Regions from separate parts of the Mus musculus genome. Here region 1 is linked to region 2. Evidence: chromatin contacts called from public Hi-C data. All regions are on one chromosome and are shown on one strand. Each heading gives the region's core, a stretch centred on a gene start, on an enhancer-like site or on the middle of the called end of the contact. The rest is flanking DNA. Distances are from core to core; before and after follow the strand shown.

The links. A called contact is a pair of places that touch in the nucleus more often than the background predicts.
Region 1: a contact with region 2 is called in a Hi-C map of cerebral cortex, with 2.3 times the contacts expected there. The contact joins the enhancer-like site here to the promoter of 1700036G14Rik in region 2. A contact is called at or near these places in 4 of 484 Hi-C or Micro-C datasets (cerebral cortex, forebrain and nephron progenitors) and 1 of 115 datasets of contacts at active chromatin or transcription factors (neural progenitor cells).

The regions. Positions count from the first base shown.
Region 1 is chr3:85,528,680-85,535,344 of GRCm38.p6, reverse strand. It overlaps Gm3740. Among named protein-coding and RNA genes, the nearest start is that of Gm31419, 40 kb to the right of the region's middle. Within about 2 kb of position 4,389, at least 18 of the 459 cell types and tissues checked have an H3K27ac peak or open chromatin away from gene starts, as enhancers often do. A contact at or near this core is called in cerebral cortex, where this site is marked.
Region 2 is chr3:85,312,171-85,318,913 of GRCm38.p6, reverse strand. 1700036G14Rik (RIKEN cDNA 1700036G14 gene) reads right to left here and starts at 1,395. Exons shown (of 3, transcript NR_040542.1): 1 at 1,354-1,395.

The DNA.
Region 1 (6,665 bases), core at 3,140-5,639, 210 kb before region 2:
GATGGATTTCTTGGTTACCAGAATGTCCTGGCCTCTAGAGACTACAGATGGGTCTGCGGGGATCCCATCTAACCTAACACACCATGAAAGCACCTACCATCTGCCACAGCATATGCTTAGAAGACACAATTTACAAACTGAGTACACACCAAAACTCAGGTTTCCTGGCACACATGTTTTCCAGTGTAAAAATTTCCCTGCATTTCCAAAGGTACCAGGAAGCGAAACAGTGATGACCTTGTACAGGTCTCTGGTATGGGGAGGACTTCAGTCACTGAAAACTCTGGCTGTAAAACCCTGCATCTCAGATAAAGACTCTTGCAAGCTTTGGCTCTTCCTGTTTGGCTTAAGGCTGTAAGGAAAAATAGAAGAAAGTCAGAGGTAGGGACAATGTCCATAAACAGAGATCCGTCACCAGACAAGCACAGGACAAAACCCTAAACTCAAGCATAGTCTCTGTGGAGCGACTATTCTCAGGAGCGAGAGTCAGTAGTTTGTGAACCCTAAGGAGACCAAGCATAGTCAGAAGAGTGGGAGGAAAAAGGGGAGGGGAGGAGGAGGAGGAAGAGGAGGAGGAAGAGGAGGAGGCAAAAGCTAGAGAGGAGGAACCCTAGGAGAAAGGAGAAGGTAGCGCCATATGTTATCCCAAGTAGTCCAGAACTTTTAAGCACAGAAACAGTATTCTGAGTTTCTATAGCTTAGTGCTCCTGGAATGGCAATGGGTCATGAAAAATTTCTAACCAGAGGAGGGACAGGGTGACACCCTTCCCCTAGCAGAGAGCAGTAGACACATTGCACTGTCCATTGACCTTGGAAACTTTTAGCTCTGTCATGGGTTCTGGGTCTCTCCACATTTCTGAGCAATCCTTCAAGATTCTCAGAGATGCCTGTGAGGGACTGTGGAGGGCGAGTGGCATGAGGTCACACTGCCCTGGCCCTAGCTGGGAGAGGATCACATGTAATTAAAGCAGCCATCCGATTCCCTGCAAGTGTCCCAATCCTGATGTTCTCATTCTACTTTGCTTCTCTTAGATTGTGTCCACAACCCGTCCATGTCATAACAGCCAAATGACTGGGTCACGAATGAATGGTAGATGCTTTCTGCCAACAACAGGTAGACCATTTGGAAGATGTTGTTGAAGCTTCCACGTGAATCTCTTTTCCGCTGAAAGCCGGCCTAATTCTCTCTAAGGTTCACTCTCATTCCATGGCCCTTCTCTCCTTGATATTTCTTTACTGCACATAGCAGTTGCTATCTAAAGAATGCATAATAAGAATATATAATGTCTTTTAGTGGAGGTATTGTCCATTCCCCTGTTCATACATAGAATAGAAGCTTTATGGGGGCAGTGATGTTTAGTCCATTTTGTTTACGAAATGCAATTATGCCGTAGAGAATAATGTCTCACATAATGGAATGTGCTCAAAAACTACTTGTGGGTTGAATTGCTAAATTTTATAGCCATCTTGTGGACAGTTTTCTTATATACAATAGTATGTATTTGAAAGGTCTTGTCTGATTGGAACAAGAAAAACCTCCATAAAATTGCATACATAGTCTCTGGAGGCCATAAGGAGCCCACACACAGAGTAAGCTGAATCCACTGAGTGGCCTATGGCTAGACAGCCACAGGAAAAGACTCTTTGACAGTCTTAATGGTTCTTCTCAACTGAAGCTGAGGAAAGTTATCTTTCTTACTGGTCGAGGAAAGTATATGGCCTGTTATCTAGGACATGCCAGGTATAAGGGAAAGGGTCATTTCCCCATCAATACTTCCAACAGGTCATTTTTGAATACTCTTTTTTTTTTTAATTCGGTTTTTGGAGATGGAGGGCCTCACTATGTTGCTTAGGTTGGACTTGAACTCCTGAACTGTGGTGACTTGAATAAGAATAGCCCCCATAGACTCATATATTTGAATGCTTGGACACTAGGAAGGAACCCTGATTAACAGGTTTGGAAAGATTAGGAGATGTGGCCTTGTTGGAGTAGATGTGACCTTGTTGGAGGACGTGTGTCACTGAGGGTGGGCTTTAGGTTTCAAAAGCCCATGCCAGGCCCAGTCTCTCCCTTCGCTTTTAGATCAGGATGTAGCTCTCAGCCATTGCTCCAGTGCATGTGTGCTGCCATGCTCCCTGCCATGCTGGTGACAGAATAAACCTCTGAAACTGTAAGCAAATCCCCAGGTAAATGCTTTCTTTTATAAATGTATTGTATGGTCCGCGTGTGTGAACATGTTCACATGTGTATGGGTGCTTGCTTGCCATGCTGTCAAAGCTGTCTTTGTTGGTTGTGGGTGTCCCTCACTGTAGTCACCAAGGCAGGGTCTCTCACTTGAATCGTAATTATCATTCTGGGCTGGCTGAGCTAGCCAGCTTGTTCTGGGAATCCTTGTCTCTTCTTCACTAGAATTACAGGTGGGCTGCCATATCTGCCCAGCATTTAAATAGCTTCTTGGGCTCCAAACTCCAGTACTTACATTTACACGGTAAGCTTTTGTAACTACTGAGCTACCTCCCCAGCCCAGCCGTGGAGTGAATATACTAGAGTATTCAAGGCAGGTACAGTTCTGTGCACTGATGGCCCAAGTCACTCAGGAGACTAAAGTAGGAAGATTACTCTAGTTCAGAATTCCAGGACCAACCTGGGGAACATAATGAGAGCCCATCTTTAAAAATAGGCCTGGCTGATTGTCACTGCCCTAAATCTAGCTGCATGACTGCTTTGTTTTCTCTTGTGTTTTGTTTCTTTAGAAACTCGGGCATGCGTAATGAAAGCTCATGGGTTGCTAGTACTTGTGTAGCTGGGGTAGGGCAGTTCAGAGGCCTTTTGAATGTCCTCCTGGGCAGTCTCTGATCATATTTCCTATACCAGTCCCCTTGGCTGAAAATCCATTAGTCTCTTGACTTTTCATGCGAATTGAAATTGCTATATTGAAAATCATATTCCAAAGCTGAAGCAAAGTAATGCTCCTCTTTTACAAAGCCATCTCGTTGTGTTTACCTTGATGTTAACCGTGCTTTCTCATTTATCTGATACGTATTATTGTCTGGCAGGATATTGTGCCATATGTAATGATTATAATTTAGAAATGAAAACCACTACTTGTCTTCCTCCCTCCCCTTTGGTTGTTGCTGGCTCTGTGGATTTTTTTCCTCTCCCTCTCTGCCTGTAAACATCTATAAAATGAGTAAGAGTAAATGAATTACACAGGTGTAATCCCATTGAAGGTTCTGGAAACAGCCTTTAGCCTCCAGATCCAAGCTCTTACGGTCTGTGTCAGATCAGAAGTGCGAGATAGAATCACAGCTCTGTTATTCAAGGTTTGCTTTTTGCTAATTTTATGGGGAACATAAAAGCTAATGTAAAGCATCTGTCACATCCTTGACCCCCTTGAAGAAACCTGTATCCATGGCAGCCAGAAGCAGGGAGGAGGAGGAGATCCCCAGGTTTACACACAGCATCTCAGAAAAAAAAAAAAAAAAGAAGAAGTGCTTATCTCTTGAGTGTCCTTCCCTGCTGTGCCGATGCACTGATAAGGTTAGGGTTTCATTCTATCAAATCAGCACTCATTAATTGGGCTCATCTCCTCTTCCCAGTGCTAGAATTACAGCAGTGAACAAATCACACAAGAATCCTCCTGTCCCATCACCCGGAGCCCACTTACACTATGACTAAACAAGATAGAAAAAAATGTTGCACATAACAAGCTCTTCACACAAAACTGGTTAAGGCAAGAGTTAGGGGCCTAATCTTTCAAGGCTGCAGCTGGGCTTTTCCATTGAATAGGCTGGGTGCCAAAGACCTCACTGATAAAATGATGCTTGGGCAGATATCAGAAGGAGGGAGAGCCCCAGTGCAGATTTCTGGATGTAGAGACTCCCAAGCTTGGAGACAGCCTGTGCAAAGACCCTGAGACTGAGGCTTGGCAGAGGGAGTAGCAATACTCATGTGTCCCCAGTCAAATGAGAACAAAGGAAGGAACCAAGTGCATAGAGATTTAGAAGTCCGTGTATTATAGGGCTTTCTAGGACCAAGGAAGGCCCTGAGATCCTCTGGGAGGAGTTGGAAATCCCTGAAGAGTTTCAGATAGAGAAATGGTCCATTTCAAACAAAACACCTAACACAGCTTCATAAGAGTTAGGGAGTTGGGCTTTCAACGGTAAGACAGGCTGCTGCAGGAAAACCTGACAAGAGATCATGGTGGCTCGGAGGAAGGTGGCAGGTGGTGCTGAGATAGAGTTTACTGAGGTTGTAAGTTGAGGGCAGAGCCAATGGAATCTGCCAACAGATTGAGTGTGGGATCCCTTCACAGACCGATTCTCTGAAATCGTTACTTAAGGTGCACGAGGAGTTCTGGACGCCTCTTCCTGAGGATAGACACTCAGCATTACATCACTGGCCACATTTGGAATTTCTTTCTTTCTTTGCTGCGTTTTGTACTGAGCACATCTACAGCATTTGCAAGGCCAGAGAAATATCATTTCTGTGCCTTTCTGTTTTTGGACTGCAGATTCTTGCTGCCACAGAGAAGCATCCCTACAGAAGTGCTGCAATCCTCTTGGGTCCAAGAACAACACACACATCCATCCTTCTGCTCACCACTGCCTCCCTGCATCAATTATGCCTCCACCGTAATCTCCGATGTCTCCTTCCTCCAGACTCTGCTCCAAGCTGTAACTGATTCATGTTCAGCCTGATGCAATAATCTTTACACTGACTCTTCTGTTTTCATGCTTCCAGAAAACTAGCAGCTTGCAGCCAAAATTACCCTTGTCCAGTTTCATTTCCATCCACTTGCTGTCCCTCTGAGAGTCCTGTCTCTGCCTCTCTCTCTCTCTCTCTCTCTCTCTCTCTCTCTCTCCTCCCCCTTTCCCTCCCTCCTTTTCTCTCTCCCACTAAATTGAAATAGTTTAGCATATTCTTTGTACACACTCTCACCCTGTCCTTTTCATCTTTAGCACATACCTATGTAATTTTGGGTTCTCTCCGGCAAGCCACCTAGAGAACTGAGTACATCAGGTAAACACCAGGTATGAATCAGAAACACCGTCATCCGATTTTCTGGTTATCACTGCCTAGAATGTGAGAATGGAACACAAATAGTAAATAGGACCACAAGGGGTAATTCTTTACTCTGCAGACCTTAATTTTCCTTCTAAGTGTAATAAACAGCTGACCTGAGAGTGCATAGTCATTTCTGGAGCTTGATCAATACTTCTGGCTCTGTGACTTCAGATACACAAAGAGAATTGTATCTTCTGGTCCTTTTGGGGGTAGATGAAGCCATGAGACTAACTCTGGCTAATAATGTAAAAAGGTTGCATCCATCATGATGACTCCCCCCCATCCCTTGGTCACTGGTGGTGTTCTGATTTATTGAATGGCTCTGACATATAGCTCTTTTGGCAACCTGGCAAATATATGGCATAGCCAATAAACTTTTTTTTTGACTACTGAGATTTTAGGATTCTTACTACAGTATGATCTATGTCTCTCTTTTTTTTCCCCCCATGGTACTGGGAATCAAATACAGAGACACATCTATGCTGCTAGGTATATACTTTGCCACTGAGCTAAGCCCTGTTCCAACCTAGCCCATGCTAGCTTGATTTATTCAAGTTACCTGTTTCTGTAATAGGTACTTAAGAAGTGACTTTAAAGCAGATGAAACCTTGAATGAATAATAAGGCCTTGCCTAAGTAGGTATCAGACTGACTGATTCTAGCCCTGGAGGCCTTAGGAACTAAGGGAGTAAAAGGAAGATCAGCCCTGGCTTTAGGTAAGGGGAGATAACCTGATGGCAAACTCACATAAGACATCTATCTATAAGGGCTTTCTAGGGTTGGAACTCACATAAGACATCTATAAGGGCTTTCTAGGGTTGGAACTGAGCTTTCTTGCTTTGCCTCAACCAAGCAGCCACATAGCTGGGGTCCTATCTGCTCAGGAAGGAATTTCCATCACAGACGATGACAAGAAGTGAAGGCGGGAAGGGCCACCTGCTCTGCTTCATGACTTCCAGAGAGGCAAGTGCACATGCCCCATGACCTGTTCGCCCAAGCCTGTGGTACTGACACAAGCACGTGACTGTGGACAATGCCCGTGGACAGCTCAAGCAAGGTCAGGAGAAAGCCAACATTCTCGATGCCGTCTAAGTACCACAGAGTGGCAAAGAAATGACTTCTGCTTCCTGTAGAGACCATTAGCTAAATTGCAATATCTCATTCTTGGACTGCCTTTGCCAGGGTATTGTTTCTTGCTTTGAACCTGGGAAAGGGAAGGAAGAGGCAGGCGACCGTCTACCTCCCTCTTCTTTTCTATGAAACCCACTGTTTAGAAGGACGCTTTGTTTTTAATTGGCAGGGGGAGGCTAGTGAGAGCCGCTAGCTTTCTGCTTGTGTTATGATTTTGTGACAGTGTGAAGTCAATCTTTGAGCAGTTACAGCTCTCCAGAGCTGTCAGTAACTCAGAGACTTCAACTCTGATTAAAACTCATGACTAGAAGAAATTACCATAATTCGGTGACAGGCCCAGAGAGAAAGCCGTGATGATACGCATAACAGTGTGCCAGTGAAGAGGGCACCACGGCGAGTGCTTTACTTTAGTACCTAGGACTTTCCTCAGGGTTACCACTGGGGACCATCATCGTCTTGTCAATGAA
Region 2 (6,743 bases), core at 146-2,645:
CGCTTTCTGTCCCAACCTCTATTCTTGTCTTCCTCCTTAGCAAAAGAACCCTAATTTTCAGCTCCATTGACCCAGCCTCTCTCACAGCCAGATATGCCTGGGTGTCGCCATTGCAGTCAATGGGTTGTAAGTAAGAGCTGTGTGATGGAACTTTGGACATGTATGTCTTCCCTAAAAATAACTGACTCAGCTGGGAGGAGCCAGCCCTTCCTTCCCCCTGAAGTTTAAACGCAGTTGTAAAGGCTCAGTCTGAAGCAGCCATCTTGATCATGAAGTGACCTTGAGCATAAAGGAGAGGATCAATCTCTCTGAGTCTTAGAAACCAGGATTTTAGAAAGTAGCTTGAAAGGTCATTAGAAAAGAACAAAAAGTGTTTTGTCAGCACGCATTTTAGAAGCGCCCTGATAGGAGGAGCTACAAAAGCCTTTCTTTGGAGATTTCAGCCATCTCTAACAGTTTCCTTTGAAATCACTAATTATACTCTAAAAAGACGGCATCATTGGAGCCAGAACCAGCAGCCAATTACCCACGAGAAATCACTCACTGTGTGGGCTGTCTTTTCTCTCTCTGTTCGCATAATTTCAAAATGCAATTTCTAGAACCATGCTAAATACTTGTAAACAGAGATTGGTTTGATTGCAAAGGGGGAACCATTTTGGGGCGGTAAAAAACGACAATTATTTCTCCTTGTCCTCTAGTTCACAGAACAGCACCCTTTGGGTCACTTTTCAAATACCCACCACCGGATTTAGAGCCATCTGCAACTCCAGCCAGAGATGCTGACTTCTAAAGCAGGTGCAGGTTCCTATGAGGTGGTGGGAAAACCTAGCACTTGGAGTTAGAAGACCCAGGTTTGAGTTCCAGCTCGAGATATGGGCTGGCTAGCCTTCTTATGTCTCAGACTCCTCATCTCAAAACTGGCCACACAAAAGACTAAGTGGGCAAGGTGTGTATGTAAATTGTAATGGGCTCTAATGGAAAGCGAGCCTGGTAAAGCCTCCTGCCTTCTCTGGCATCCTATCAAGTGCCTGGAAGACTGAAGGTGTCTATACCAGTCATGACTATCAAACTGCAGCAAAATGGGAACTGCAAAGCGCTGGTAGCTAGCCACCACCAATGTTTGTCTTTCCTAGGTCTGATGTGGATGGAGCTTGGCTGCTGGGCTGGTTCAGGCCAGCTCAGGCTGGTTCAGGCTGGCTCAGGCCTGTTCAGACACCTATTCTTCAGCTGGGCGACGGAGCTGGGAAAGCCCTGCTTCATGGGTTTCTCATGCTTTTCTTAGGACTAAGGGCTAGTTGGAGCCCATCCTTTTCATGGTGGTATCAGAAAGGCAGAGGAAACAAGACAGCTTACCTGTTGTTGGTATTCCTTCTACGCTCCGCCCAACAGTTACCTAGCAACAGTCAGGTAGTCCTGGCTTGTTATAAAAGGGTGAGAAGGCTAGGCTGACTCCATGACAGGCTTCAAATTGGCAGTTCAGGAGACTAGGCCTAAATGTCTGTTTCTAAGAACTGGGCAATTTCAGGCAAGTCCAGGCCTCAGAAGCTGCCCTGTCACCTGCCCTGAGGCAAGGACAATGGGTCAGCAGCAGTTTCCAGACTTCCTCAGCAACAGTCTCCAGACCTCTCCAGCAAGTTTCTAGCCCCCACACTACAGAAATGGAATGTCTGGAGAGATGGACACAACAGATTAACATAGAGGTCACCTACCCCAGAATTCCCTAATGTGCTTTAAATCAGGCCTGCAAGTGCATTTGGGTGTTTCTCTAGCTTGGTCATGGGAGACCCCAGAACACTGGACTTCAGCAAAATAAAACACTCATTTCATTTACATACTATTTGAGTCTGGGCTATCATTCTTTAGAAAATCATGGACCCTTACAAAGGACTGTTTGGCTTCTCCATCTCTCTCTATCTGCCCTTTTCTCTATCGGACCCCCTTCTCCCTCTTTCCTGTTCCCCCTCCACCTCTCTTTCTACATGTTCCTGGCTGATCTCTCCCTCTCCCTCTCCCCCTCCCCCTCCCTCTTCTCCCTCTCCCTCTCTGTTCTCTTTCTTTGCCTCTACCTCTACTCCCTTCTCAACTCCCCTCCCTATGCCCCCAAATAAACTCTATTCTATACTACACTTGTGGATGGCTGGTACCTCAGGGGGGAGGGATGCCTTAGCATGGGCCCACTGAGGTACCCCCCTCCTATCATACCATACCAAGCTCTATAAAACATATCCTTGGCTTTATAAAACACATCACCTGTGATATACTAATACCCCATTCATCAGAGGAGGATGTGTGACCCATTCCATTCAGATACAGGGATTCCATTTAGCACATATACAATGCAGAGTTTCAAGGTACATGGTTCCAAGAACATGGACAGAAGGATGAGGTATTTGCTCACTAATCCCATTTACCATGAGAAGCAAGTAGACAAATATGCATGGTTTTTGAGTGAGTGAGAGGATAATTGAATGTTTTAAGATCAGAACAAATTCAGGACACTTAAGGTGAATCCATACATTGGCCATCAAATGTTGTCTTTGCTTGTCTACAATCCTTCTGTTAATAGGAGGTGGGAGGGAAGAGATAGCTACCATAAAACTATGAGAAGAAATTCACATTCAGTTCCTGTTTCCTCTTAGGTCATGTCTGGCCTCCAGACTTTGTTCCCTTCCCAGCATCTCTCCACAAACTCGCTCTTCACTGATGCTACACAGATTGTAGCTGATCTTGAAGATGTTGCCCAGACATGTTGAGTTCATTCTAAGTTGCAGAAGACTAGGGCAGGAAGACATGTTTCTGTCTCCTTTCTCTACAGATGTTTATCTGATTGTCCCTTGAGTTGAAATAAGCAAGATGGGTCTCTCCAAATGATAATGGCCCAAAGAAAAGCATGGAGGAACAAAAAGGTGAAGGGGGGGCATCATTTTCTTCATTTTTTTTCACGTTCTACTTTCCCATGCTGTTGATTTGCAATGATATATGTAAAATATATCTTATATATATATGGAAGGGTTTAGACATGCATTTCTTTAAAAATTTTTTCTTTTATTTGCTACTGGAAATTGAACCCATGGTCTCACTTATTCTGCACAAGCGTGCCCAGTCATTGAGCTGCATCCCCCGTCCTGCGTAACTGAATTTTTAAAAGAAAAATAATGTTTTAAAAGTTGCCCTTGTGTATCTGTGTTCCAAGTTCCCTAGAAGACAGAAAGGTGGAAGGGAGCCTCCAGGCTTCACGGTCCAGTCAAAGAGAGGACAGGGCCCCACCCAGATCCATTTCAAATCTCACCTGCAGACCTGGCCCGTGTGCCCTCTTCACCAAGCCTTCATTTAAAAGGAGAGAGAGGGAGTCCTTTTCTCAAGCCAATCCTTGGAAAGGAGCATGGATGGAATTAACATTCCTGTCCGCTCACCTAGAATAAAATGTCCCTGGGTGAGTAAAAAAGCGATTACTTCAAGGCTGAAAGAGCAGACTATTTCAGTGGTTGGAAAAGTCTTGTTGTACTCTGATTTGGGGGTTATTTCCCTTGTCTTTCCATTTCTTCCTGTTTCCTGCAGGCCTGGGTGTGCATATAGAGTGTGTTTGGGGAGTAGATCCTCCTTTATCTCAAGTACGTATGCAATAGGGTTTTATAATGTTGCTGTGGAGTCGGGAAGAATCCAAGGAAAAAGCCTGCGAGTGGAGATGGAATTTTTTTGGTGGGGAAATGCTTTTCACAGCTCCCACACATGCAAGGCTTGGAAGACTCCTGTTCTCAGAGAGATTTTCCTGATGCAGAGCAAGGTGGGTGGAAAATGACCTGCACAGTGGCAGGATAGGGGGGGTCTCTCTCTGACGTCACAGCCCGAGAGAATCCCTCTGCTTCTCTCTTAGACACCGTTTGCTCTAGCCCTCTCTGAAATGGCAAAAGAGACAGATCCTAAGTCTTATATGTTATTGAGACAGAAAGAACTACCGTGAAAATGAACCCTCCGATCCCTGCCCCCTTTCTCTCCCCCATGTATATGTATAGGTATATGAGGTATATTAGGAATATGTATATGTGTGTATATGTATATGTATATGTATATGATGTATGTACACATACGTACCCTAAGACAATTGATCACATATCTCAAAGTTTCTTCAACCTTGAGACCAATGGGAATGGGCCTAGAATGCCAAGGGACCTTAAAATTCATGGGTTGGCAAACGTCTTTCAATAATGCAACTGACAGGTCATTGGCCAGAGTTTCCCTGCTTTGCTAAAGAGGGTTTGAGATGAGGGTTTGATTCTCCTACATCAAGGCTCCTGTCTGTCCTCTCTCCCAGTCCCTTCCTCTTGGCTTGCTTTGCAGGGATGCTCAGTTGCTCACACAGCCTCTTCCCATTAAGGTAAGTAGTGCTTTCCCAAGAGCACATCTTCGCTATGTCTGCAGTTGTGTCTTAGCTGGGTAATGTGTGGTGCTGTAGTTTAATGGTCTATTAAAACACAGTGCCACGCATTAAAATCTTGACTTTTGTGCTGCTGTAGAGAGACGGAAGGAAGTTGGGGTCCCCAGAAAGCACGGTTCACTTGCTGAAAGTTGCTGTAAACAGAGCAGGGAAATCTCAAATGGCAGAAAAATGTAAAAGGAAAATGTGTAGGTGAGGCGGCCAGTAAAGCCCTCCCGTGTCCTTCCTGTCTCCCTTCTACCAAGGCAGCCCCTTTGCCTGGAGGGAGCAAACTGCTGGTGCTGTGGGCTGCATCTGGAATTTCTTACTGCTTAAAAACAAATCCCTTCAGATCCAATCTCCGATCTTTATTTGGAAGCACTTCAGCTTTCTCTCTCTCCTTCTCTGGGAGAGACAGAGTTCAGGAAAGCTGCCTCCAGCCAAGGAAACCTGCAGTCGCCTCCTCCAGAACAATTGCCAGGGAAGGAGAATTCTTCAAACAGCTGTAAATCCTCCCACCAATATCTCCTTCCTCTAGAAACCACAACAGATCCCCACATCAAAGCTGCCTGTCAGCTGCCCAGACAAAGAATCAATAGTTTAACAGAAGGGAAGCCGCAGGAAAGCTGGATGTTTGGTACAAAACACCTACACTGCAAACAATCCAAATACCATCTCCTTAGAACTCCTTAGAAACAAGAACGAAGGTCCTGGGGCTGCACCATCCTATGGGCTCTGGTCAGTTTGCCTGCAAGTGAACAGCCAGGATAGCTGCACTGACTGTGGGAAAAGGAGAGAGGTAGAGACCAGGGGATTCCCTGTGGATGCTCAGAATTAGGGCAAGCAAAAGGGAAAGTGAGTTGGGAATGGTGTGGACAAACACCAGGGGCTCTGCTATTGTCTTGCTTCTGTGTGTTATTGTGTACAATTGTGTGCTACTGTGCTGTCACCTCAGACCAGGTGGAATCCTCAACCATGGCTCTTCACATGTGGATATAAACTCTCTGAGTTTCCTTCCAGCTCTCTGATGAATGAACTCTAAGAAAATACACACAAAAGATGAGTGTGTCCCCGCCCCCAGCTCATGGTGTGTGTGTGTATGTTTGTGTATGGTTTGTGTGTGTGTGTGTGTGCCTCTGTGTATGTGTGTGTGCCTCTGTGTGTGTGCACATTATCATTATTAACCATTTATCAAACTGGGTGTTGATCTTCCAGTGTCTCCTGGCAAATGTTGCTTGGTTAACTGATTTATTATACTGCAATGGGTCTGGTGTCAAGTGTAGGGCTTACTTGAATTTCTGGTGAAAGTGAAGTTCCCATGAAGAGTCCCAGATTTTCCAAATTTGGTTATTAAGCAGTGATGTAGAACTTAGGGCTCACAACTTGTACTCCAAGTCAGGTCAACCCATGTGCCCTACATAAGCTAATAAAAGAACCAAATTAATAATAGAGAGCAGAAAAGGACATTTATTCAATATGGCCACATTGGGAAGAGGGACAAAGACACCCAGCAACCCACTCAAGTATTTGGTCACAGCAAGGAGACAGTAACTGGCATGCTTCTTTTTCTTACACTGTGGGGGCTCTTTAGCCATTAAATACTCAGAGACATAAAAGGCTGCATAAACCAGCGTCTCCCTCAAGGCATGAGAGATAGAACAAATCTGGAGTGGTCATCACACAAAGCAAAGACAAGAAAGGAGAAAAGGTGGTTTTGGATTTGGCAAAGGTTGATGTAAGAACCTTGTGGGGACAGGGAGGCCCAAGGAGACAGAATCCAACACAGCCTTCCCTCTAGAGTGATCCATACCCCCAATCAGGGCTTCCCAAGTCTCAGAAATGCTCTACAGCTCCCTGTTGCTCAGCTCAGCTCCCTCAACATACGCTCTGCCAACTCTCGAGGAGGGAGGTGGGCTGAAGAGTCCAGAAAGGAACACAGTGAGAGTGAAGCTTAAGAAATCTTTGGAGGTGAGGAAGCAATCAGATGCCCCAATGTCCTGGGAGCCAGAGCTGATTGCCCTCCCCACCCACCCCCTGTCTATACAGGAGATGGCTGGATATATAGAGCTTTGTAGGAAGGGCTCCTAAGCAGAGCAGTGAGAGATGAGCCCTCAGACCTTGGGAGAGCCCGCCAAGGAGGACCTGCGTGCCCTAATTCCACCAGCAGCGGTGAGGATGATGGATGGATGATGAAACTTCAGGGGATGCTCCGCCCACAACACTGGCTGGGGCAGTTTGAATTGAACAGAACCTGAGAGGGGGAATGGCAACCTTGAGAAATGCTTGCTGCTTTTCTTCTCAAAATAATCTTGGTGGAAGGGGCAATGAG